Linked DNA regions of Mus musculus: region 2 is linked to region 1. Evidence: chromatin contacts called from public promoter capture Hi-C data. All regions are on one chromosome and are shown on one strand. The core of a region is the stretch at or near the end of the contact, and the rest is flanking DNA. Distances in the headings are between cores, read along the strand shown. Region 1 holds the start of Neil2 (nei like 2 (E. coli)). Region 2 has its middle 33 kb from the start of Gm36165.

Region 1 (2,771 bases), core at 47-2,546:
TTGCTACTCCATAGCTCTAGGTGAGCTGAAACTACGTAGTCCTAGCTGTCCTCAAACGTTCATTCCAACTCTCTTCTGACTGATCCATACTTGGATCTGGCTCTCTCGGGACCACCTCAGGTAAAGGAGATCGGAACTAGTTATGTGATCTCTAGAAATGGTTCTCTATCTGTAACCACAGTGCTGGCAGAACTCGGAAGCATGACAAGTAGACAGCAGCCAGGCAGGTCTACACGTCACCCCTCCCCTCTCTGTCCTCAACCATCCAAAGTCACCGGGAGCCACCAGGATGAGATCGCCTGGGTAGCCTACACCCAGACTTTACTGAGCAGGCGTTGTCCTCCCATCCCCCACTCAAAGCTCTACCTAACCTCACCCGCCACTTACCAACACCACGCTCATAAATTGAGGTAAAAATCAACAAAGGCATACAGCGGGTAGTTATTATTGCAGTGTTTCTAAAAGCCAGGGTGGCTGTTAAGCCTCACTCTGTAGCCCAGGCTGGTCTTGAACTCTGAACAATCCTTCTGCCTCAGTCTCCCAAGTGTGAGCCATATACAACTTCCTCCCTACTAAGACATTTAAAATATACTTTAATCGAAGAATCAGGATGCCCCAGACATCCTGAAAATTCTCGTAGCTTCATAAATAACACAATCAATTATGCGATTTTTCTTTCTATCTTGAGACAGGTTTGCCTATATTTCAAATGCCAAGCTGGCCTAGAGGCCACTGTGTATGAGTGGTCTCCAGCACATCACAACCCCTGGTTTATGCTCAAACCCAGGGCATCTTGCAAGCATCCCTTTACCAACTGGGCTACGGCCTCAACGATGCTTAACTAAATTCATTTGCGCTTAGATTCCCATTCACACACTCGGAAATGTGGTAACAGTTCACCTACTCTGACCTTCAGGGAAAGCTGCCGGGCTGGAAGCCAGCTTGCCAGGCACTGGTACCCTAACCACCTCTAAGTTCAGTCTTCCTGGCTACCGGCAGAGAAAGTTCTGGAAAATACCGCCAGTATGATGCAGCATGCAGCCCTAATCTTAAATCTCTCCGGCAAGCCTTTAATCCCTCAAGGCCAGCCACACAACTACACAGAGGCCCTGTCTCAAAACAGACAAACAACTCTCCGCCCCTAGGTATGGTTTGATGGACAGGAAAAGAATGGGAAGAGCTGATGAGAGAGAACCTTGGGCTTCGTCGCTAGGGTGAGGTGGCCAGGCTGCGCAGGACGTGGTCCCTTTTCTCCAGGAGCCAGGAGAAAGTCTTAGGCCACAGCGTTTCCTAACCCTTCCGAAGGGGGAGGGAACACATGAGGGTCACGAGGGCTCAGGGAGTCGGAAGGCAACGTGATCAACAAAAACAAACTTACAACCAGGCTGCGCATGTCCAGAAGAGACACTGCTTAATTTTTCTGTGAAAACAAGTGTTAACTACGTGCACGTGTGGGCTACAGAGGGCAGGGAGGAGGCTGACGCAGCCCCAGGTGGGTCCCGGGAAGATGTACGCTCCCAGCAGTCGCAGCAGGAGTCACCATCCACCTGCGCCTTCCAGACCAGGGCGGGGAGGACGAGTTCAGCCATTGGAGCGCACGGGGTCCGTAGCCCGGTAGCTGGGGTTCCGCTGGCTCCTCCCCGGAGGGGACCGGAAGCTACTTCCTGGACTCAAGGGCTCCTCCCCCGGGCCGAGCTGGTCTTGGAGGTGGGTGGGGAGCTGCGGATTCCTCTCCTGTTAGATGCTGAAGGTGGGGTACATCCCTGATGAGGAGCTTCAGGTTTCTTCCCTGGAGGCGCTGCAGGTGGGGGTTCACTTCGGGATGGGTGATGGAGGCATCTCTACTTGGGCTCCCCCTGCAAGTAGGAGGGATGTTGCGGTCTCCTTCCCGGGGTGACCACTGGAGGCTCATCTCTCTGTCTCCCCACCCCTACCATCGCCCCCTCCCTCTCCCCTCCTGAAACCACCACCGTGATTCAAGCTCTTTCTCTGGGAAATAACTCTGGGAGCACCTTCGCCTACCCTCCAGAGTCACCATACCTCTGAGTTATCCCTCCCCATCTCAAGTCTCCCCGTTTCCTCTCCCAGGCTTGCCTGGGAAAGAGTGGACTGGTACTGAGAATAGGCAAGCGCTCAGAATCCAAAGGTCTTGAGTGGCTCAGGCCAAGGCAGACATTTCAGTTTCTCCACACCCTTCGCGAAGGTTTTTTTGTATGGGTTTTGTATTTTTGAGACAAAGCCTGGCTAGTCCTGAACTCGTGCATGAACCGACAAAGTTAGTTCCTTTAGTACTGGGATTTTTAAACACGGCTAGCACACCTGGCCTGTAACACTTTTAAAGAGTGAGATTTATTTACTTTTGCTTTGTATTATTTTAATCATCTTTGAGTTTATACTATACGCTTTTAAAACGTTGTGTATTGAAGTGTTTTCTTAAGAGATTAAAGATGATACCAGGTTATTCAAAAAATAGGTCGCCAAGAACGGTTGGAGCCAGCACTGTACAGGATGTCAAGAGACCTTTGGTGAACTCCGTGGCCTTCGGAAGTGGCTAAGGTGTCAGTCTCTGAACTTGGCCGGCATGGGGGAGACAGCCCTGCTTCAAGGAGGGGTTCAGCTAGCCTTCTACCATATCGCTGACTGTAGGGCAAGAATAGGAAGTAAGGAGAGGAGGCCTCTAGTATCTCAGAGGTACAAAGCTCCCCTCAAGGCAGAGGGTGAGCTTGAAGGTGCGACATTTGCAGGAGGGGGTCCCTTCTTTTTGTGTATAT
Region 2 (2,700 bases), core at 162-2,661, 130 kb after region 1:
CTGGTCTCTATCCTATCACCAAGTGACATGAGCCCTGTGGTAACCATAATCATAGCCAGCTCACACCACTTGGCCCCTGAAAGCTGGAACCTCCCCCACCTGGGCTCTCAAGGCTGTACTCCTGGACTGGAGCACGGAGGTCTGTGTCACACACTATGAGGAGGGCACATTTTCTGTTACTGACAACCACCCCTCCGGAGTTCAGGTTATCACATCTACCCTCCACTGTGACACTGAGAAGCCTGGAGCTTTGGCTTCTGTGTTGACAGTGACTCTCAGTTTTGTTCCGCAAGTGGCAGAGGAAAACAAATGCCGCCTTTTCATTCCATGGGGCTGCAAAGAAACTTGAATATATGAGTATTATTGGCATATATTATTAATTGTATATGATGATGGGCTCATTGTATTCATTGTGATACTTTCATACAGATATATGATGTATTTCAATTATATTCCTCCCCATCCACATTACCTTCTCTGTTTTTAAATTAAGAGCTCTATTTTATATGTATGGGTGTTTTGCCTGCACTTGTCTGTGCACCACATGTGTGCAGTGCCTACAGAGGTTGAGAGAGGGTGTCAGACCATCTGAATCTGGAGTTACAGGTGGTTCTGAGTCACCATGTGGGTGCTGGGAACCGAACCTGGGTCCTCTGGAAGAGCAGCCAAGGTCACTTAAGCCCTGAACTACCTCTCCAGCCTCCACCTTCTCTCGGCCCCTCCCATCCCCGTTAATCTTTCTCTTCTCAATTCATTCCCTTATCATTCCACATCCTTTTGTGTGTGTGACTCAATGAGTTTCCGCCAGGAGGCTTACAGAAGCATGACCTTACAATGGCCACATCACTGGAGAAAGTCACCCTTCCACCCCTAAGGACATTGGTTGCCAATAGCACTTCAGGGAAAGGCATGAGTTCCTACCTGAAGATATATTTCCAAAAAGTTACTATGGAGAACTTTTTTTTTTTTTTTTTTTTTTTTTTTAATTTTGAGGAGACAGTGTGCTACTTGGGATATAGACCAGGTAGAGAAACACGCTGGCTCTGCCCACCTTCTGGAAGCCTCAGCTGCTCGTCAAGCTGCCTTGAGGCCTACCAAATAAACTCCAGAAGGACTTAGCTTCCAAGGTGAACTGTTCTCCTAAGATTGCTCTACTGGGCCCAGAGATAGGCTGGTAGGATGCGTTTCTCTTTTCTGGGACCTCTGGAAGAAAGAAAGGGGATTGGAGGGTGTGTGTGTGTGTGTGTGTGTGTGTGTGTGTGTGTGTGTGTGTGTGAAGTGGGGGTCAGGTTATTAGGGGTGGAGGGAAGGGAACTGTTTGATTAATGGGTGTCCTGTGAACCTGCACATTTGCCCAAGGCTGCATTCCTGGGCTTTCAAACTCAGGGCAGTTTGATAAGCTGAGACCAAAGTCCCCTTTCCTCCCAACAAGGAGAGCAAACAGGGCTACTCACTAATCCCAACCCTGGCCTCCAGGGCCGTTTCTCGGCAACCAGTCTGCCAAGTGGCCTTTCACAGGCCAATCAATGAGGCAGCCCTTGTCTTCTGGGAAACCGTGGCCAGTTCGTGGTATAGCCTCTTGCCTGAGAGGAGGGGTCTGAGGAAGGAGGTCATGGCTTACAGAGCCTGGGCATTGATCTGAAGGCCCTTGGTTGCTGAGCACTTGTCATCAAGCCAACTTTCCTTCCCCTGGAGTTCTCCATAAGACACTCCTTCCCCTCCTCTTCCGGCAGCAGTTCTGCGGGACCTGCCGCTTATCAGCAGGCCTCTTTCCATCCCTCAGGGCCTCTCTGAATGTTCTTTCCAAGCACCTGGCTTACTTCTTTCTCACTTAAGGAGACTTTCTTGCCTCTCAAGCCTATGTGAGGCCCCTGCAGCCCATGTGGGGCCCTTCCTCCTTGGGCCTCCTCTGGCTCCCAGTGTCATGGCTCAGCGCTCAGGAAACACCATTTCCCACTCTATCTGTGTCTGGATTTAGTATCACCAACTCCAAAGGAAGAGCTTTGAATGCAGGGCTTAAAGTTGGGGTGGTCCCCCAGAGGAGGGCATACTGCTAACTTTGGCAGCATCAGACTAAGAAAGTGGGCATGCAGCAGAAGGGCAAGACGTGGGAAGCTTCCAGGCTGAAGGAACCAATCAGACAGATAGAAGGGAAGGTTGTTTGACATGGAAGACAGCCCAGAGTTAGGGGAAATAGCTGTTTCTCAGAAGTCCCAGGAGATGCCTATGGGGTTGTGTCCAGCCTTGGCCAGCTCCCATTCGCCTGTCTAAGCATTCTTTCTTCTGTTAGGGCCCATGCTCTGTAGCATGTTTTCAATTGTGTCCCTTACTCTCAACCAGAGATGATTGTGGCCATGATGGACCCTAAGGGGACTTAGAGCTTCCTGTCTAGAGACTTGAGCAAAGAGTCATAGTTCCAATGTCAGATGTTTGACTCTGATGGCACCTAAAGTAGTTTGGGATTGAATTTACACATGGAGGGGCAGGGAGTAGGTCTATAAGAGAGGAGGGCAGCTGGAATAGAAAGCACACAATGGGCCCATAGGCACTTTTACTCCCTATAGCCTTGGAGTCACTGAATTCCTGAGAGGAGATGCTGGGAACAGCCTCCTTGTGAATGGGAAACAGGCTTAGTGGTGCAGTGACTTCCCTCAGCACACAGAGCCAGTCAGTGAGAGAACCAAGCCTCATCATTATGCT

Evidence for each region. Promoter capture Hi-C pulls out the DNA fragments that hold promoters and counts their contacts.
Region 2: a contact with region 1 is called in a promoter capture Hi-C map of liver. The contact joins the enhancer-like site here to the promoter of Neil2 in region 1. A contact is called at or near these places in 5 of 39 promoter capture datasets (embryonic stem cells, hippocampal neurons, liver and 1 more), 1 of 115 datasets of contacts at active chromatin or transcription factors (extraembryonic endoderm stem cells) and 3 of 9 other capture datasets (adipose tissue, liver and pancreatic islet).

The regions. Positions count from the first base shown.
Region 1 is chr14:63,192,229-63,194,999 of GRCm38.p6, forward strand. It overlaps Neil2 (nei like 2 (E. coli)), which reads right to left and starts at 1,297. Exons shown (of 5, transcript NM_201610.2): 1 at 1,196-1,297.
Region 2 is chr14:63,324,695-63,327,394 of GRCm38.p6, forward strand. It overlaps Gm4151. Among named protein-coding and RNA genes, the nearest start is that of Gm36165, 33 kb to the right of the region's middle. Within about 2 kb of position 1,412, at least 32 of the 459 cell types and tissues checked have an H3K27ac peak or open chromatin away from gene starts, as enhancers often do. A contact at or near this core is called in extraembryonic endoderm stem cells and liver, where this site is marked.